7 separate regions of the Mus musculus genome follow, and regions 2, 3, 4, 5, 6 and 7 are each linked to region 1. The links are chromatin contacts, called in public HiChIP or PLAC-seq and promoter capture Hi-C maps. All regions are on one chromosome and are shown on one strand. The core of a region is the stretch at or near the end of the contact, and the rest is flanking DNA. Distances in the headings are between cores, read along the strand shown.

Region 1 (2,700 bases), core at 66-2,565:
CTGAGGTATGAGGGCACAGAAGTAGTCAGAAGACATGGGGAAGCCGGGGAGATTACAGTGGAGTGCTGGGGTGGCTGGTCTTACAGACAGAGGTTGAACACAGTCAAACATTAGGCCTTCTAAAAGCATCTGCTTTCATTCCAACAACAACCAGAAGCTGTAGGAAAGCGCTCTAAGCAGCTAGCATCTGGTCATATACCCAGTGAAGCTGCATGCATACTGTGTGATGGCTGAAATGGGAAGGGCGATAAGTCACAGGAAAACACGACAGTGAGTAGATTTGAGGGCCACTGCTGTAAAATTGGCAACAGGACTTTAATCTTTCTTTTTTCCTTTTTTTTCTTTTCTTTCCTTTCCTTTCTTCTTCCTTCCTTCCTTCCTTCCTTTTTTTCTTTCTTTCTTTCCTTCTTTCTTTCTTTCTTTCTTCCTTCCTTCCTTCCTTTTATCTTTTCTTTTTCTTTCTTTTGTAGTCTATCATTTTGATCATTTTTTGTGCACACTGGCTTAACTCTCTCCTCTATTGAAAGGACTTCTCTGACCTCACAGTGAGGGTTAGGAGCCTTTGTTGGATGTTCGACACCCCTACTACATTCTCACACTTCGTGCCTTTCACACATTACATATCCAAAAACTGTGAATGAATGTCATTTATTAAACCGAATGTGTGTGTCTTCCGACATGCCCTGAGAGGTAGTCCTGTTTTGCCTACCTGCCGGCTCCAAAAATGACCTTCCAGGGTACAAGTTTTCCCAGGCGCCAGACAGAAGTTTCTTGCTCACTTTTTTCTCCTATGCCTGACTTCCTGCATGATCTCAGCCATCAGTCCGCACCCCCCTGCCCCCAAGCCTGGTCCTTTCCCCGCCCCTGTCTGGGATCTCCATCTGTAAAATGGATCTAGGCACAGTAGTTCTCGACAGAACTGACCCGCCAGCATCTGTGGAAGTCGTTGGCCCAGAGCCTGGCCAGATCTCGCCGGGCGCAGGCAGGGACGCCACTAGTCAGCGAGGGCCCTTCATGTGGTGGAGTCCTCCTGGCCCCAGGGCTGGGAGCCCAGAGGAATTAGCCTGGAAGTTTTCCATAGCGGCAAAACTTTTTGGAGCTCGCTCTGAGCTGGGTGAGGGGAGCCCCAGCCTTGATTTCTCCAGCAGCTCCATTGGGCGGAGCAGGGAAGGGGTGGGAGGACCGAGGACACCGGCTGGAGAATGTGCGGAATGTGCCAGGCGCATCTACCTACCCCAGGAGAGGGCAGAGGAAGGGGGCCGGCCGAGGGGAGGGGCGAGGGGCGAGGCTCCCAGCAGCCGGAGAAAACCTGTTTGTTCTCGGGCGGGCGGAGCCCAGTCCGTGCCTCTTCGTTGCCCCGCGCGCTTCCCACTGCGTACCGCTTCCCGCGCCCGCTGACGCGGCCCGGCTGGGTTCAGTGCTGCCCACCCGAGGGAGCCCGCGCACCACGCCTGTCCGACCCTCTGCCCGTCACACAAGCCGGGCACCTGTACCAGGTAGGGTTGTTGAGTCGCCGTCCTAAAGAAGTGGCTCGACCACCGGGAGGCTACAAGGAGCACCCAGTTCGTGTCCTCCTGGACACAAGCCAGGGCCTCAGTTTCCCTACCAATAATTCATACTCGCTCCAAGCATCCCTCTTCGGAATCCCGTCAGGGAGGCAGTGCCCTCGGTTTCTGCTTTTCACCGCGAGTGAAGAGACAGGCAACGTTCCTCAGAGTGTCCAACAAAAGCAGGTGGCTCTCTGGCTGGTCTAGTCCCTCTGACCTACTCATTTGTGGATGAGACCGATTGTTAGTAGACTGCCAGCGGGGATGGGGCAGGGTGAGCCTAGAATTGGTGTGTTGCAAGCATCACAGAATTCCACATCCTTAGTAAAATGTGCCCATTTTATAGATGAGGAAACTGAGGTACAGAGGCAAGCTTACTCAATAATCCCCTCACTGGCCTGGAGCCCAGAGCAAAGGGACTTAATGGTGGTTTGTGATAGACATGTACTGGTCACTGGGCGACCTCAGGGCTGGGAAGGGAGCTGCTCATACTCAGACAGAAGGCGCCGAATCAAGTGTCACTGTGGTGTTATCAGCGGGATCTGCTGTGCACAGTCTCTGTAACTGGATTGTTTGTGTGGGAGCAGGGGAGAGCCAATAGCCTCATCCTCTTTGCAACTGCTTAGTGATAGCTTGGCCTCTGAGAAAGGTTGGAAACGCAGATCCTCCTGTCGGCCATGCCACTTCCTTCTGTACTGTGGCACCTGGCAGCTCCACTGAGTAAAAGGAGAAGCCTATCAGGCCCACCTTCCCCTCCAAGGCTGTGGAGTCTATAAAGTATGTTGGGAGTTGTGTTCTCCACAAGCCATTGGTACTGACTCTTGACATTAAGGTAGGTGGTGACACCTGCTCTTGGTCTTGTCTTGCTCTCATGGTTCTTTGGATTTCTAGTCATGGGCAGGAAGCAGGTTTCCACAGGCTGATAAACCTGAATAATGGTGAGGGGCTCTGAACTGGAGAGCTGCAGTAGGAAGCTTATGAAGTTCTTATTTTCCCATGGCCTCAACTGGCTCTTCTGCACAAACAGTGCCAGTTTGGGTGGGTGCCAACAGATCTCCAGGGTACAGGTACAACTTACTGGAGGCCTTTCGAGAATGTGCTGTCCATCGCCTTCAGCCCACTCACTACAAGATTGGAAGGAACAGAACCATCC
Region 2 (2,700 bases), core at 96-2,595, 980 kb after region 1:
TTTGGGGAAGGAGGCACTAGTTAACCCCTTCAATCTCTCTCTCTCTCTCTCTCTCTCTCTCTCTCTCTCTCTCTCTCACACACACACACACACACACACACACACACACACACACAAAAGACACACTGAGCCCTCCAGTCTGCTATGGGGGGCGGGGTGGGGGAACTCAATTGTTAAGGCACCAGATTAGGAAAAGAAATAATTTGAAGGAAAAAAAAACTACAAAAATTCACAACTGGTACAATACCCCCATGTGTGTGTAGGGGGGGGCAGTATAGTCATCATGCCATTCGTATTTGCCACGAGGGTCTCATTAGTCTGTTAAAAGCCTGCACCTTAAAGAATGCTTCCCTCTTTTTTTCTGGGTGTAGAGAACGGATCTGTGATCTAAATATTATCTTTTCTCCCGAACGAGCATGGGCGCTGGAGATGAGGACTATCGCAGGAGGGGGGAGGATTCCGCCTGCGCCAAGAGAACACATCCGCTGCCGCGCCAGCCCCAGCCCACTGGGTAACGGTGTACGTCTGAAGTCACTGTCGCCCGCGACATCCCCTCCCCCTCACCAGTCGGAGTAGAGGGTTTCTCTAAGTACCGAAATGCAACCTTTAAACACAGAAGAGTACGGGGGTGTAAGAACGGGGGTTGAAAAATCAGGGAGAAAGCAAAGATGGCAATAAGTGCAAAGAGAGAAGGAAAACACATCAGGGGAGTGAGATAGGAAAAGAGAAGATAGGGAAAAGAAGGGTTAGGAGAGAGATGGAGGGAAGACTTTGAGAAACCCAGGGCGGTAGCACTTACCAGTGTTGTACACGTGTAGTTCGTCCACTATCCCCTCGTTGCCGCCGCCAAACACCACTATAAGCTCCTTGATAGCCACTGCACGGTGGCCGTGGCGGGGTCGGGGCACGGGACCCGACCAGCCCACCACCCGTTTCCAGCGGGGCTGCAGAAGCACCGCTGGCAAGTTTGCGGGAGACACAGCCGAAGCCATAGTTCCGGTTAAGGATGCAGTGGGAAGAGGTCACTGAATGGGAGGATACCCTTAATTCTTCACACACCCCCTTTCGTCTAAGGCAGCTCTCACGAAGAAGCGGCTCCTTACACAGCGGTGGACGACTCCATGGAGGCCGCCATCTTAACTATCCTCCTTCCTTTGGCTCTTCCCCCCCTTCTCACTCAGCTCGTATCCTTAAAAGCTTCTCAGAACTGCAGAGCACCTATTCCCGAGAAGCTGGAGGCCACTGAGCGCCGTCGCTCTAACTATTTGCCTGGGTGTTCCCGCTTAGAACCTCGAGCAGGAGGCTCTGGGAGCCGCCATCTTGAGCCGCCTCTCTCTCCTCCCTTCCTCAGTCGTAGCCCTCCCCCGCCGGAAATGGCGGAGCCCCGGCCCGGTTCCCACACCCCCCGTCCCCAGCACTGGCTGGCTTCCGGGGCGGGTGGAAAAGAGCCACAAATGCCGCGGTTGTCTCAACTTCGCCGACAGTCAGACCACAATTGTGGAAGCCGCCATCTTGAAACCGTCCTGCTTCCCCACCCAGCACTTAGTACAACCACCGATCGCAGAACCCCAACGTTCCTAAGTAATAAAGGCGTGTCAGAGGCTGGCGGAACGGGCTCCAACTCTCAGTTGCTGCTCGAAGCCCCGACCCGTATGGCTCGAGAGGTTTTGCACCTCTCCCTTGAGTCCGCCTCTGCTATTCAGGCTGTGGCGGCCGCCCTGGGAGCCGCCATCTTGAGACTAGCTTCTCTTCCCCCCCCCACCCCACCTATCCTCTTCTTCCTGGACAGTTCTTCCACAGCAAACCAAACGCAAGGCAGCGTCCAATCCTCGCTTCCCTCCTTAAGACTCCTTCCCACAGGAGCCGCTCGAAAGAGCAGGAGTTAAGACCCGAAGTGACAATTGTACGGCAGAAGAAGCGGTAACGGCAGGGCGATCATGCCTCCTCCCTGGGAGCCGCCATCTTGTGTGAAGAAGTAACAACTAAACATGGCGGCTATCGGGCGAGGGGGCGGGGTCAGAAGACGTCACCTTTCCCCCTCCTCCCCGCCTTCGCACGTCTTTGACTCTGGTCTCAAGCCTCTTAAAGGACCCAAAGCTCATAAAGAATTAAAAGCTTCTTTAAAAACCAGTGCGTTGTCTATTTGCGGGCGAGTTGGTGCTCTGTGCAGTAAGCTAGAGACAGTAGAGTTCAGGTCAGGTGCAGTAGTGCCCCGCCCTGCACTCCCCCCCACCAGGGCTCTTCCACGCCTCCACTCTGGGAGTCGCCATCTTGCCACTTCCCCACGCCCGGTCGTCTGCGGGCGTCAATAGCGAGTTTCAGCACAAAACAAAGATGGCCGCGGCATCTAGGGATGCCCGGATGAAAATCTAACTCCGTTCAGTCGCTTGGCCACGCCCCCTGGGAACTGTCTCCCAGGTCGCTGATGGGACACAAACCAGAGAAATGGCCTTTAACTAGCAGTGGCGGCATGACACATGGTAGTTAAGGGTGGCAAAGAATACTGCGATTGCACCCTTTGCTGAGAAGCATCTCTTTTCCCGCTCCGAACACTCTGCGACACTTAGAACCCAGCTACAGCGGGTAGCTGCAGGCGGGGCCAGAGCGGAAGGTGACGCCATGAGCTCACAGGGGCGGAGCTGCTGCCCGCTCCCAGGAGCGCCAGCAACACCCCGAGGCGTCTCCACATCCGCCCGCGCC
Region 3 (2,700 bases), core at 174-2,673, 800 kb after region 1:
CAAGCTTGGAGGCAGGTGCCTTTACCCACTCAGCCATCTGGCTGAACCAGAAGTCCCTATTTTAAATAGAATTTCATGTAGCATATGTAGCTCCCTTCCCCAAACAAAACAAGACAAAACAAAAAAGCCCCCAAGACCCCAACAACAACAACAACAAAAAACCCCATGGCATTCTGGAAGGTCAGAGTCAGCAAATGCTTTGAGAACATAAAGTCCTCTCTCCTCACTGGAACCCAGAGAGAAAAGAGAGCTGGCCTAATGCCATATTCTAGGTCAGTGGAAGAGCAAGGCCTAGAGGTCATAGCTCTTATTCCCCAGAGCTAGTTGTTGGTTTTCTGGTGCTAAGCAGTGCTACCCAGGAGCTAAACCAGCTAACCAAGACTCCAAAGAAAGAACCAGGAAAGCAAAGCCCTAGAAGCTTCCAGTCTTAGAACCCTGGTTCACTCTCATTACAGGGGTTTGGGCTTGTTTGTTGGCCTTTTGGTTAGAATCAAGTATCTAGGTGCTTGGTAGGCGGAAGATCTGGAGGGATCAAGGATTATGGATAGCCAGATGGCGGCGGTGCATGCCTTTAATTAATCCCAGCACTTGGGAGACAGAGGCAGGAGGATTTCTGAATTCAAGGCCAGCCTGGTCTACAGTGTGAGTTCCAGGCTACAGAGAGAAACCGCGTGTTCGACGAGACAGAGAGAAACCGGGAGAGGGAACGCGGGGACACAGCGAGAGACACACAGCGAGAGAGATACTGATAAAGTCTGATTTTCCACCTCCACTAGGGCAAAGCAGTCTAAGAGAGGGAAAACCAAGGAGGAACTGAGTCCAGAAACAGGCTTAGATGGTACATGCAAGGTGGGCCAGGACACGTGGCCTCTTCAAAAGGGCTTCCACAAGGACACTACGGAGGGGACACCTAGCTACTGCGGTCTACCTTCCCAACCCTTCCGGAGGAAGGCACAGAGGAGCCAGATCAGAGTCAATTTCGGCCAACCGCCTCACGGACAGCAGAAGCAACCAGTGAACCCCAGAGTGCAGCCCTCTCCCCGCCCCTCCTATGGCTCGCACAGCCAATCGAATTCCGTGTTTGCTCAAAGAGCCGTTACCCGACTCCGGGTCTCAATTGGGTGTTAAGTCCCTCTGTAAGCCTGCAAATGTCCCACCGCCCATTCACCACTCACCTCCCAAGGACGGCAGAGGAGAGTTGGCTTGAGCATTGCCTTTGCAGCACCGCCAGCAGCTATCGCCACCTTCAGCGCCATGACGAAAAGTGAGGACCTCTACAGGTCAAAACATTAAGCACCGTTCTCGCGACAGTTGGGGACAGCGAGAAATCCGGGGTATGGGTTGAGAAAACGCTAGCATTACGCACGCGCACAGTCACACCGGTTCTTACGCCCCCTTCCGGTGCCTAGAGCACTGTTCCGCCATCTTGGGGAGGGGAAGGCTGAGAAGGAGGGAAGTGCGACCGGTTGGGACCCTGGCTAGGGAAGCGGACACGTCAGTGCCGCCAGCGACGTCACCATGCCCGACCCAGCCCGCCGACGCACGATTGGGTGCTGAGGCCGCTTACGCGTCGCGCTTCCTCGTCTGCTCCGCATGTCCAGGGTGGCTTGCTCTCTTTTCCCCTCGGAAGAGAAGAGGCGATGGCGGCGATGGCATCTTTCGGCGCCCTGGCACTACTCCTGCTGTCTGGCCTATCTTGCTGCTCAGGTAGCGGCCTGGCCGGAGCTTGTTTCGGGGCGCGCCCCTGCTGTTGGCAGGTGGTGCTGGGGGGAGGAAGGGTGTGCGCGAGGTGGGGATCTGGCCCTTCCCGGGGCTCGTCGCTACTGACGGGATCTTCCCCCGATGGGTGTTGTGTCGTGGCGACCAAAGCACCACACACACGTTTACCCGACAGCCAGGTTGCTTCCTTGTCTGCTTTTGGGAGAACCCCCAAAGCAGTACCATGCTCCGACCACCAGCTCCAGCAGGGAAGGTGATATGTATGTCCCTGGTTCCTGTGTCAAAAGGTAGTCGCACAAGAGCAGTGCTGGCAGCTACGAACCAATGCTGCATAGGCCAGGCTTCCCCAAGAGAAACCTAAGAGAGGGAGGCAGATCAGAGTAAGGGCACTAGGCGAGTTAGATAGGGAACCGATGAAGTGAGCAAGGGCTTTTAGTGCCCAGAGCCTCGACTTTTTGTGACGCCTTGGTATATCCCACCCCAAAGTTCATAGCAAAATTGAACCGTGCACAGACCCGTTGATATTTGTGAGACATCTGTAACGTGGTAGTGGGGCTGAGCTCAATCTGGAGTGCCGGCATGTGTTTTGAAAGATGTTAGCACCTCAGACCTGAGAGCCTGAACTAAGGACGATTTGGTTTCTGTACATACAGGTAGCCTCTGGCCATCCCTTCTACCCACCCCTCAGAGAATCCTTCAGTCTGTTGCTAGCAGTGTCTTAAAAAGACAAACCTGGCTGTAACATCTATTAGGGGTTCCATAGTGTCTACAGGGAAAGGCCCAGCTGAGCAGGTCACAGAAGGGTTGGTGGAATATGGCCTTGAGAGCCATTCCCAGGCATTTTCCTCCTGCCATTTATGCCGGTACAAGGTCTTCTCTAGCTTAATCGGTCATTCTTTCAAGACATCACATTTGGAGAAGAGTTGGATGAAAACTTTTCCTCAGGGGTGTTTAGTTTACAGGGGCAGGTTTGGTGTTTGG
Region 4 (2,700 bases), core at 159-2,658, 610 kb after region 1:
CCATATGATTTATTTTCAAAGACCCCCTAGGGAATTCCAGTGAGCTCTAGCTGCTGGGGTAGTTTGTTCCCCTATCTCTGGCCTGTATGTTAGTTTCATCCTGTCACTAGGGGGCAGAGTTGTCTAGACCCAAAGTCACCCAGCTGCGTGTGCACACGTGTGGTGGGGCACCCTAGGCACAGGCGGTTAGAGTGTTGACTCATAGGAATGCTCTCTTCCTCTACCCCCAACGCCTCAGGAAATCACAAGCAGCACCTGGCCTGAAAGCGCTAAAAGGGTCCTCGTGCTGGAAATAGAAGAGAAACCTGTTCAGAAGAGTTCAGGTAGTGAGGAATGTCCCCAGTGACCCCTAATACATTTCCCCTTGACTGTCTGAAAAGGGGATCAGATTGTCCTCTGGAGATATGTATGAACTCAGAAATGGCCTTGGAGGTTGGAGGCAGTACTTCAGTGCTCTTTGGAGAAAAAGGAAAGCATGCCACTTGTCTCCCTACTCAGGCCCAATACTCTCAGTGCCATCTCTCCAAAATTGAAATGCATCGCAAAGTACACAAGTAGTGAATAAATGGGCTCAGGTCCCAGAAATTGGCTGCCCTTTCTAAGGGGTAATGGGAATATCCTCTCTGCCTCCTGTTGCCATGGTTTCCTCTCAGCCATCAGGCAGCCTGTTGTGTGGAAGTGATGGCCCTGGGTGCAGCTGAGAGCTACCAAAAAGAGACCGGGGGTAGCAAATGGTCTTAGATCCAACCAAGATTCAGAGAGGAAATGGGAGCCCACACATACTCTTGAGCTCATAGATCAAAGGAAGAGAGGCAGGCTAAAGCCAACAAATGCAGAAACAGAACATGCTGTTGGTTTGACCATTGAACATGTTTTTCAGAACTCTGGGACCCATCTTCTCTTCTGGCCAGAGAAGCCTAGCAGAAGGCTGTCTTCCAGAAAAGTCCCAAGCTAGCTGAATACGATATATTCAGAAGAGCTAGAAATTTGCAAATAGGTCTGAGCTTAGCCTGCTGCAGCTTCCCTGTTGGACCCAGAGCAGCAGGCCCTCCCCCTGACACCCTCCTAGGAAAGCAAAGCAAGGTGTTGCCATCTAAAGGACTTCTCAACCCAGTGCTTTCTGTCCACTCTTATCTGTTCCCACCCCACCTCCTAGCCTCCCCTTGCTCATTGGAAATGTCTCCTAGAGTCAGAAGGCCACAAGTCAATACAGCTATTTTGAAAGAAGAGGGCCAGCTATCCTTTCAAGGAGGGGGGTGGGCCGCTCTGGGATCTGTCCTGCCTGGAACTGAGGAGAGTGAAGAGAGACCCCCCACGGTGGAAGCTAGGCTCCAGGCTGGCCACCAGAGCTCAGGAGTGAAGGGGGGAGTTACACCTGGGCCCGCAGCCCTCCAGCACTTCCGGACGTTCTGCCGGCCATTCCAGACCTTTCCTGTTGGTGCAGTTCACCGGAGTTTGTTTATGCCGCTCACTGTGTATTCTGCACCTCCCCCCACTCCCGCCCATTAACTTTTCTGGTCTTTTTCAGTGTTAAAATTCAGCCCAGACTCAAATCCCCTGTAAGCCTTCCCCCTCCCCACATCCTCGGAGCTGGAAAGGACTGGAATGGAGAGGGAGGTGGCCTGACCTCCCATCTCTGCTCCTCCCCACCCCCTCCTTAGCTGGGGAAGGCAAGGCTCTTTTTAAGCCAAAGTTGAGGGTTGAGGTGAGGAGTGGTATCTTTGTCTGCCCCCTCCTTTGGAACCCTTCTTTAGGTCTCACCAGTGCCTGTAGCCCAGTGCCCTCTCCAAACAAGGATTCGTACCCCTCCCCGGCCCCTCTCAGGCTCTAGACCCATACAAAAGCAGAAAAGAGCTGGGGTAAGGATGTCTGCTTTTCTTTCCCAGCACCCATCATTAACTTTCCCCAGATAGCCCTTCTGCCTTCAGAAATTCTAGCCGGCTGACAAAGGCTCCATCCAGCAAGTCCAGTCCAGCAAGTACCCTCATCCCCACACCCAGCTCTTCCAAAGCTTACTCTCTGAGCAATCCCTGGCTGGGGGAGGGGGGGTGGAGACAGTTCTCTTCTAGTGGCACTCTTTGAACTAACTCTTCATTGAGTTTGGGGGGGTTAAACCATTAACAAAATGTTACTTTGAGAGACAATGGAGGACAGAACTAGAGGTCCAGCCTTCAGTTTAGAGGCTTAGGAGAGGTAATGGCAAGGCTAGAAGCTGGACAAAGGTCTTAGAGAACAGGGCCTGTGCCCTCCAGGCACAAGGAGTGCCGTGAACAGAGCCAGACTAGGCGCCTGGAAAGGGCTCTGATAGTTCCAGGTGCAGCAGACTGTGGCTGCTTCTGCAATAACCCCTTATTTTCTCCCAATTTTTTGTAATTTAACAGATCACAAGGTCACCTCAACAAATCAGTATTGTGGGGACAGTGAGCTCTTATCTGGGCTTCTGTTCTATGGAATCTAATACAGCTCAGCAGTTTCCAAGCAACTTCGGCTCAGTCCCTGTTCCGTCTAAGGGTCAACTAGTGGCCCAGAGGCCACTCCTGCCACATCCAACCTTTGTCCTTTTCTGTCTTCTATGCTGGAATGTTTAAGAGTTTTTCTTTTGCCTTCCACACAAAAAAGGACCTTTATCTAAAAGTGTTTTTTCTTGTGAGTAAATACATTATATGAAGAAAATTTGGATTTTATCATGAGTCATTTAGT
Region 5 (2,700 bases), core at 170-2,669, 730 kb after region 1:
TACTATGACTAGGTACTTTTGTTCATGATTCCTTTCCCCGGGGCCGTCCAAGAGACTCTTAAGCCTGTTTAACTAAGAAAATGTTTCTCATAAGAATAGGAGAACCTTCTCAGCACCCATCAGGCTCCCTTGTAAGGCTAGACCTGTTTAAGAAAATGTTTCTCAAAAGAACAGTACGTAAACAGAAGGACCTCAGCACCCATTAGGCTTCCTTCCAAGAGTAGAAGCCTCTGCTGCCAGGAGCTATACATGTCTTCCAGTCGCTTCTACAGTGGGACTGGGACTGCAGTGTTCATACATGTATTTTCTGCAAACGCCACCACCTAAGCCTCTGCACAAGAAAGCAGGCCCATTTCCTCCAGAGCTTATGAGGGGCTGATAACCCTAGTAGCCTCCAGCCTCCTTCTAAAGCTGCTTTTGAAAACTAGATAGGCCTTCCGAATGCTCGCACGAATGCACAGGGTGTAGGCCTCCATTTACTCTCAAAAGGCCCACAAGAGCGACTCCTAGAGGGCGGGAATCCAGGCCAAAAGCAAATACAGGTCTCCACAGAGCACGTCCAGGCCTTACCCAGAGAAAGTTCCAGAACCAGAAAGTCTCTCCCGAAGCCAAAAAAGGGACCTCCCTGCATCCCTAGCAAGCCACAACGCCCAAGTCCACAGCGCCAGGTGGCTTTCGAGGAGCTGGGCCTACCTGGGCAGCTCTTCTGGGGGGGGGTGGGGAGGACTGGCCCCTGTCCTCGCGTCCCCTAGAGTCCCGCTCCACCTACCTCCACAACATCCCTATGCCTGATCCTGCCCTAAACTCCGAAGTCGGCCCGGATCCCTACACTTCCCAGAACCCACAGTATTTCTGGGATGCTCGCCTTCCTCCCTCATGAAGGGACTGGGGGGGAACCTCGTTGGTCCGAAAGTCAGCCATGCATGCGGACCCAGCTTACCGAGCTTCAGCCTACTCGCACGCCCCACCGCAACTACCAAACTCTCACCAATGCTCAGGCCCGCCCCCTAGCCCGCGGGCGGAAACCGGAAACGCGCGTCAGGCCCCGCCTACAAGTCCTCTAGAGGCCCCTAACGGCTCCGCCCATTGTCGTTTCCCGCCCCGCCCTTAGGCGCGGCCTGTTGCCAAGGTCTAGAAAGGAAGTAGAGGCTGACGGTTGAAGGCCCCCTGCCGCGCCTCTGACACTTCGGACACGCAGGGGTGGAGCTTGGAGGCGCCTTGGCGGGAGGGCTGGGGCCGCTTCTGTAGTGTACGCGGACTTGCTTCGTTTCTGTTGTCGGAGAGGGGGAGGGGTCCAACGGTAGGGCGAGAACGGGGTGGGGCACCCCTAACTCGGACTCCGCCTCTTGCCTCAACTCCGCCTCCTCTTCCCCATCACCACCCCTGGGGAGGGGTAGGTGGGTGGGGATTCTGGGCCTTGGCGTAGACGCTGTCGTTACTGCCGGGCTGCTCAGCGGACAAACACGCCTGGTGCCCCGGGGAGGGGCGTCACGGGGGGTGGGGGGGGAGGAGCAGTAAGAGGAGGGAGGTGGAAGGAAAGACACAGCCTCTCTCCTTAAGACCTCTCGAGGCTCTGACCTCAGGGGCTAAGGGGACAGTCTGTAGAGGGAAGCCAGTTCCTCCACCCGGGCTGCCTGAAGAGGCCACGACCCTGGAGGATTCTAACCCAACCGATCCAGGGGCCCCAGCACCACCGCGAGGGCCTAAAGCAACAGTCTCAGGGATCACTTCAAGGTTTCCAGTTGCCTAGACAACGAGCCCTGGGTCAGAGCAACAACCCTTCCAGGATCTGTCTGCAACTGTAGCCTCAGGCAGCAGTTCCAGCCCTCAGCCTGCTCACCAGTCCAGGTGACATGCCGGTGCTCTCCACTCCCCGGCCCTCACGGGTGACCACGCTGAAGCGCACAGCTGTGGTCCTGGCCCTCACAGCCTATGGAGTCCACAAAATCTACCCTCTAGTACGGCAGTGTCTGACTCCTGCCAGAGGTCCTCAGGTGCCAGCTGGGGAGCCCACTCAAGAGGCCTCTGGAGCCACCGCAACCAAGGCTGGCATGAACCGGGTATTCCTGCAGCGGCTCTTGGCGCTCCTGAGGCTGCTGTTCCCCCGAGTCTTGTGCCGGGAAACAGGGCTGCTGGCCCTGCATTCTGCTGCCCTGGTAAGCCGAACTTTCCTGTCTGTGTATGTTGCCCGCCTGGACGGCAGACTGGCCCGCTGCATTGTACGTAAGGACCCGCGGGCCTTTAGCTGGCAACTGCTGCAGTGGCTCCTCATCGCCCTTCCTGCCACTTTCATCAACAGTGCCATCCGCTACCTAGAGGGCCAGCTGGCTCTTTCTTTCCGAAGCCGTCTAGTAGCTCATGCCTATGGACTCTACTTCTCCCAACAGACTTACTACCGAGTAAGCAACATGGATGGACGACTTCGAAACCCTGATCAGTCTCTGACAGAGGATGTGGTAGCCTTTGCTGCCTCTGTAGCCCACCTTTATTCCAACCTGACCAAGCCACTCCTGGATGTGGCTGTGACCTCCTACACTCTCCTTCGAGCTGCCCGATCCCGAGGAGCTGGCACAGCCTGGCCCTCAGCCATCGCTGGCCTGGTGGTGTTCCTCACAGCCAACGTGCTTCGAGCCTTCTCTCCCAAGTTTGGGGAGCTAGTGGCAGAGGAGGCACGGCGAAAGGGGGAACTGCGCTACATGC
Region 6 (2,700 bases), core at 97-2,596, 770 kb after region 1:
GATACCTATATGATACCTGCAGGCATGATGTCCCCCAAGGGTGTTGGCAGTGGAGCTAGGAGAGCAAGAACCAAACTTCTGACCCAAAATGAGAAAGCTGGCATCATCCTGGAATTCGGTGCAATGTAAGGAGGCTGTCTGCTTGGTTCCCCACCCCACCATCAACCAACTGGCTCAGCCAGATGGTAAGGGCCACCTGCCACTTCACCCTGAAGCTTGTTGCTACTGTGAACTAAAGAAGTAGCAAAGAGGTTGGGGATTTAGCTCAGTGGTAGAGCGCTTGCCTAGCAAGCGCAAGGCCCTGGGTTCGGTCCTCAGCTCTGGGAAAAACAAAAACAAAAACAAAAAACAACAACAACAACAAAAAAACAAGTAGCAAAGACTCTAAAGCAAGTAAAAGTGTCCCTGTACAATGGGCCCTTAGGCTAGTTGGCCCCCAAGGTGCCCTATGAGAGCAGCAAGGGAGCCAGCTGCTACTGGCACTCCCTTCCCTCCTATGGTGGAAGGATCCAGACCCATCCGGAAGGACCTTCTGGTCCTATGTCTGAAGCCCAGGGCTCAATCCTGGCAAAGTCCCCTGTGGTCTCCCTGCCTCAGCCCCTCCCATGCATTATCCTCTTCTGATTTTCCCCACTACCATTCTGTACCTGGCACAGCTTTGCCAGTCCTTGGGGGTAGGACTGGGTGGGGACAATCTTCTCTCAAGCCAGTAGGCGGGGGAGAAGGTCTTTGCCATGAGCTGTCTTTGTCAGTGCCTCCTCTGCCTTAGCCTGGACAAAGACAGGCATTGACAGCTGGCACTAGCACTTCAGCCAGGACCAAGGCTACTGACACTGAGGCTGAGGCTGTCATTTCAGGGGCTCAGTGCCTTTGGCCCTGTGGTGGGGGCTTAAGGGCTACCCAGTGCTCTTTACGGAGACCCAGAGAAACTCAGGGAGGGAGCACTCTGCACTGGCACAGGAGTTGTGAACCACATGGGGAAAATTGGCTCAAGGAAACCCTGTCCTTTTGTCTCTACATCCCAGGGGGTTTCTCCCTGGAGATGGGGAGTGGCAGGGAGCTCCCTGGCTAGAACAGCCAGAGTGGGGGTAAGAACACCAGATAGCAGGTCCCTGGCCTGGGCCTCTGGACAGAGGGGACATTGTTGGGGTGGAGGCAGGGCTGCCTTGGCCAGGCCACTATTGACAAAGCTGCCAGCTGTGGTGGAGCCCGATCTCCAGGCCCTTGCCCCCTCCCCTGCCTCCTTCCTCCCCCAGGGCCACCATGAATGGGGCTGAGCCTCAACTGTCTCCCTCCCACTCAGGACAATGCCCCCCACAGCCATCTTGTGCCCGTCGCCACTGCCCTGAGGCAGCTGATGTGAGGAGACCCCATTTCTGCACTCCGTAGTGGTGGTAAGTGTCTGGGCCCTATGTCCCCCAAGGTGTCCCAAAGAGATGTAGAGAGGGATAAATTTGGCTGGACTAGGGCACAGAGCAGTCTTGCAGGGAGCTTCCATCTCCTCTGCGTTTTTGGGTAACAACTCCCATCTCCTCCATTACACACACCCACCTCTGTCACAGCGATACATGGGCACTAGAGAAAAGTATATTTCCTGTCTGTGCTCTTGAGATAAGGGGACTTGGGGTCTTTTTGAGTAGCAGTGGGTGGCTTCTGGTGGGCACATGACTAACTGTGATGATCCCAACTCAGTTCAGGAACTGTCACCAGCTCCTGCCCTCTTTCTAGAGCTCTACGCAGGGTTAAATCTGTCTGGATGTCACCTAGTTAGGCAGTTGGTCAGTGGCTGCTGCTGACTGCTCTTGGAGGAGAGCTGGGGACTGGCACCTGTCCTCAGTGCCTCAGACTCAAGGTCCTCTCCACTCACCTGGAGCTACCTCTATCCTACTTCCCTTCTCTCTGATCTTTCATGGCTCTTCTCATCAGTGCTCCTACATTGAGGACCCTTCTAAAACTAGGTTTCCACAGACTCTAGATGCTGGGGTCCATCACTCTTGTACTCTGAGTTGCCTCCTAGTGCCTCACAGTTCCCCTAGAACCATCTAGGCTGGCTCAAAGCTCTCCTACCACCTCTATACTGGCCACCCAGTAGTGGTCTAAAGCCCTGGCCCTGGCCACCTATTCATTACTGTTTTGGGAGTAGTGTGCCTATGTCTAGCTGCATCTTGGCCGGAAGCCAAAGCTCTTCTTGGTTGTCTTGTCCAGTTAGTGAAGGTTCCTATATGAAGCTGGTTCTGACTGTATAGAGTGGGTTTTCTGTCCCTGTCCCTTTTGCCATGGGTATCCTGTCTTTACATGTGATGATCTGGCTTCTCTTATCATCATGTCTTTTTGTCTAGGTGACAGTATCTAGTTGCCCGCAGACACGACTTCCTTTTTCCATTTCCCTCCCTTTTCCTGCCCTTGTCACTCAGAATTCCTCTGTCATGCCTTTATAGCTTCTCAGGATCTGTCCTCTTTCTAGTCTACATGCAAATAAAGCAGAAGATGAAAAAATTATTTCCTTGTGTGTGTCCTCATCTCCATCCTGTCTCTTTCTCTATCTATAGGACACTTTCTTTGTCTTTTCTGTCCTCTTCCTGGCTGCCTCCCTCTAAGTACCCCCACCCTTCCTCTCTTCCTCTCTCTTCCTCCCCTCCTTCCCCTGTCTCTCTAGCCTCTTTTGCCTTCCTCTGGTAATGTCTCTTTCCTAGTTTAGCT
Region 7 (2,700 bases), core at 39-2,538, 840 kb after region 1:
CGATCGATCCCCGCGTCACCCACTCACCCAAAATGCCTGAGGCCCTGAAATCGACAGTCGTGACTTAGTCTAGAGAGTGGATGGGAAAATGGGTACTCAAACCCAGCTCCATTGACGACGTTTTAAATCTGGCCTGCCAGGCCCGGGATTCGGCCTCTGTCCCGCAGGCACTTCACTGCTTCTTTGGGTCAGGCTCCAACCCTGGGACCATGTGCCGGGAATCCAGACCGTTGCTATGCAACCTCCATCCCGCGCGGGCCACTGAGCGCCTCACTGTCCCGGGACAGAATCTTAACTTCCCACCTGGGCTGATCTGGACACATGGTTAGTGGTCGTTACGCACTCGGAGTGCCAGGTGATGTGCCTTGAACACCTACATATCTTCTTCACCCAGTTCCTTCCATCCCTGGATGGTTCCCACAGGGCGCCAGCACCCAGCAACCCATAATCTGAGGGCGAGATCAGCTCCCTACCTTTTTCTCTCGAGCCCTCTCGCCCTCCCACACCTGCCTTTCTTGACTCTACCTGGCCCTCCCCCTCGGGGTTTACAGTTTTCCTAGGTCCGGCTGCGACCCTCTCCCCAGCAGCCCAGGCGCCCTACCTGAAGCATCACTTTGTACTGCTCCTCCGGTTTCTGGACCACACACATATTACATCCCATGATGCTGGCCGGCGAGGGAAAGAGGAGAGCGGGAAGAGGAAGGTATCTTTCACTGGCCAGTGCGTGGGACCACGGGTCCCGGGCCTGGGCCCGGGGCCATACCTTACCCCGGGGGGCCGAGCCGCCTAGCGGGGGAGGGGGGCACGCCCCCAAGAGGAAGGCAGCTCCAAGCCTCTCGACTTAACTCTTTGCTGGCCGAGGCCAGACACAGGCATGCTCCTTCGCACCCAGCCAGGGGAAAAAAAGGGCGGCGGGGGATGGGCGGGCGCGCCGGGCGTTGCCTGGCTACGGCCCCCCCACCCCAGGAGGCGCGGGAGCGCGCCTGCCCGCCGGGGCCGTCAGGGGCTGTCAGGGGCCGTGGGCCACACGGCTCCCCGCCCGCGGGGCCGGCCGCTGCCGCTGCCTTTGCCGCTGTCGTCTCCAGCTCCCGCCCATGGCCATCAGCCCCGGGAGTCCAGCCTCTGGGCTTGGCGACGTGGCCCGGCCCGCCGACGGAGAGGCGGCCAGGCCCACGCCAGCTGTAGCCTCGCAGGGTCCCGCTTCTCTAGCTCACGGCGCTCTCTCAGAGCCTGGCCCACAGCCGGTCGCTTGTCTCCAGCTCCTGCCTGGAACACCGGAACGCGCGCGCGCGCGCCCGCAGCAACAGCGGGGGAGGTGTGCGGAGAAGGGGCGCACGCGCGTGGGAGAAGCAGAGGCTGGGTGCGGGCGGGAGCGGCAGGGGGCCTCAGGAGTCGGCGCAGGGAGCTGAGGGCGGGGCCTGAGTCCCTGAGACCAGATAATGCCAATGTCCGAGGGCGAGGTGTCTAGTGGACCTGTCTGCTAGGTGTGTCCCTGAGAAAAGAGGATCCTGTCTGAAGAAGAAGCTTCCCTGGACTCCTGAAGAGAGTTCAGGGCCTTGGTCTCAAGGAGAGGCTATTTCACCCCTTTCCCAGGTTCTAAATGTATCAGCCCCAATGTCTGTACTCCTTCCTCTGTCTCTCTTTAAAGACTGGTTCCCTGCTTTAACTGAGCCATTCCCTTGCTATCTCTGAAACGGATACCTTTGTTTAGAAGAAAAACGTGGGGGTGCTGTAGGTGGCAAGAGAACTACAGAGAAGCCTCATTCTTTGGGGCCTTTATGGGCACCCCCCTTGCTTGCACTGAAACCGCTGTCTGTTTCTCAGTTCCAGCCTTCCCTCCTCACACTTCTCCTTTAGCCTCTTCCCTCCCACAGGCTGCCCCTCTTCTTGATAAACCAGAGGAAAAGATGGCCTTTGGCTAGATAACAATGACCGATTGAAAGCTAGGTTCCCAGAGGCTGCCTGAGAGAGCTGCTTAGCCCTCTTACCTGCAGAAGATCCTTTGATAAAATTGTCTGGTCTTTATCTCCAGGCTCTGGCGAGTGAGGGGATTTATAACAGCATAGAAATGTTTAATTAACAGTATTGGGGGAGGCTGCTTCAATACTTTTCCTTTCCACCCCCACTTTGGTTCAAAAGACAGAAATAGGAATAACCTGAAATCCAGAAAGGAAGTATGAGTGCTTATAAACTGTCTTTCCCAGAAAGCAAAACTTGAGCCTTTCAGGAGATGACCAGTAGATCTTCCTGAGGAATACCCTTTTTGAGAGCTCAGTACAAATGTCTGTGGATGGGAGGCACTGTGTTTAGATCAGCCCCGGGGAGAGGAGATGGACCCTAGTCCTTCCACCATGGTTACTGCCACAACAGCCCCCTCTGCCCTGTAATTTGAGCTTCCTCATGCCTACAGCATAAGATCTAGATCACCTTACTTCAAGAGCAGTCTCTTAGAAATATCCTCTCCAAATCTTTTTACCTTCTAATTGTATGTATTTCACCAAGGTCCTGACCAGTCATCAAAAACATTTTCCCCCAGCCTAGCCCACAGAACTTAGCACAAGTCTTTCTTCCTTCCTTCCTTCCTTCCTTCCTTCCTTCCTTCCTTCCTTCCTTTCTTCCTTCCTTTCTTTCTTTCTTTCTTTCTTTCTTTCTTTCTTTCTTTCTTTCTTTTTTCAAGACAGGGTTTCTCTATGTAGCTAT

The links. Promoter capture Hi-C pulls out the DNA fragments that hold promoters and counts their contacts. HiChIP or PLAC-seq counts read pairs in DNA pulled down with a chosen protein or histone mark.
Region 2: a contact with region 1 is called in a promoter capture Hi-C map of liver, with 2.9 times the contacts expected there. The contact joins the promoter of Hcfc1 here to the promoter of Zfp185 in region 1. A contact is called at or near these places in 5 of 39 promoter capture datasets (cranial neural crest, hippocampal neurons, liver and 2 more) and 1 of 115 datasets of contacts at active chromatin or transcription factors (kidney).
Region 3: a contact with region 1 is called in a promoter capture Hi-C map of hippocampal neurons, with 4 times the contacts expected there. The contact joins the promoter of Ssr4 here to the promoter of Zfp185 in region 1. A contact is called at or near these places in 1 of 39 promoter capture datasets (hippocampal neurons), 2 of 115 datasets of contacts at active chromatin or transcription factors (double positive thymocytes and large pre-B cells) and 1 of 9 other capture datasets (adipose tissue).
Region 4: an H3K27ac HiChIP or PLAC-seq map of embryonic stem cells shows a contact between it and region 1, with 3 times the contacts expected there. The contact joins the enhancer-like site here to the promoter of Zfp185 in region 1. A contact is called at or near these places in 10 of 39 promoter capture datasets (3T3-L1-derived adipocytes, the C10 cell line, the HPC-7 cell line and 6 more), 1 of 115 datasets of contacts at active chromatin or transcription factors (embryonic stem cells) and 2 of 9 other capture datasets (adipose tissue and liver).
Region 5: a contact with region 1 is called in an H3K4me3 HiChIP or PLAC-seq map of embryonic forebrain, with 4 times the contacts expected there. The contact joins the promoter of Abcd1 here to the promoter of Zfp185 in region 1. A contact is called at or near these places in 6 of 39 promoter capture datasets (the SN4741 cell line, cranial neural crest, hippocampal neurons and 3 more) and 2 of 115 datasets of contacts at active chromatin or transcription factors (embryonic forebrain and trophoblast stem cells).
Region 6: a promoter capture Hi-C map of hematopoietic stem and progenitor cells shows a contact between it and region 1, with 3 times the contacts expected there. The contact joins the promoter of Plxnb3 here to the promoter of Zfp185 in region 1. A contact is called at or near these places in 4 of 39 promoter capture datasets (the 3T3-L1 cell line, hematopoietic stem and progenitor cells, hippocampal neurons and 1 more).
Region 7: a contact with region 1 is called in a promoter capture Hi-C map of liver, with 4 times the contacts expected there. The contact joins the promoter of Pdzd4 here to the promoter of Zfp185 in region 1. A contact is called at or near these places in 3 of 39 promoter capture datasets (hippocampal neurons, liver and pre-B cells).

Annotation. Positions count from the first base shown.
Region 1 is chrX:72,986,024-72,988,723 of GRCm38.p6, forward strand. It overlaps Zfp185 (zinc finger protein 185), which reads left to right and starts at 1,316. Exons shown (of 19, transcript NM_009549.3): 1 at 1,316-1,496.
Region 2 is chrX:73,965,012-73,967,711 of GRCm38.p6, forward strand. It overlaps Hcfc1 (host cell factor C1), which reads right to left and starts at 1,346. Exons shown (of 26, transcript NM_008224.4): 1 at 800-1,346. The coding sequence starts at 992.
Region 3 is chrX:73,785,600-73,788,299 of GRCm38.p6, forward strand. Ssr4 (signal sequence receptor, delta) reads left to right here and starts at 1,424. Exons shown (of 6, transcript NM_001166480.2): 1 at 1,424-1,707. The coding sequence starts at 1,641. It overlaps Idh3g (isocitrate dehydrogenase 3 (NAD+), gamma), which reads right to left and starts at 1,298. Exons shown (of 13, transcript NM_008323.1): 1 at 1,176-1,298. The coding sequence starts at 1,256.
Region 4 is chrX:73,593,248-73,595,947 of GRCm38.p6, forward strand. No RefSeq gene overlaps it. Among named protein-coding and RNA genes, the nearest start is that of Gm52443, 12 kb to the left of the region's middle. Within about 2 kb of position 1,409, at least 39 of the 459 cell types and tissues checked have an H3K27ac peak or open chromatin away from gene starts, as enhancers often do. A contact at or near this core is called in embryonic stem cells, where this site is marked.
Region 5 is chrX:73,715,178-73,717,877 of GRCm38.p6, forward strand. Abcd1 (ATP-binding cassette, sub-family D (ALD), member 1) reads left to right here and starts at 1,420. Exons shown (of 10, transcript NM_007435.2): 1 at 1,420-2,700. The coding sequence starts at 1,854. Bcap31 (B cell receptor associated protein 31) reads right to left here and starts at 1,027. Exons shown (of 8, transcript NM_012060.5): 1 at 941-1,027.
Region 6 is chrX:73,755,757-73,758,456 of GRCm38.p6, forward strand. It overlaps Plxnb3 (plexin B3), which reads left to right and starts at 1,347. Exons shown (of 35, transcript NM_019587.2): 1 at 1,347-1,394.
Region 7 is chrX:73,823,681-73,826,380 of GRCm38.p6, forward strand. It overlaps Pdzd4 (PDZ domain containing 4), which reads right to left and starts at 1,289. Exons shown (of 8, transcript NM_001029868.2): 1 at 602-1,289. The coding sequence starts at 661.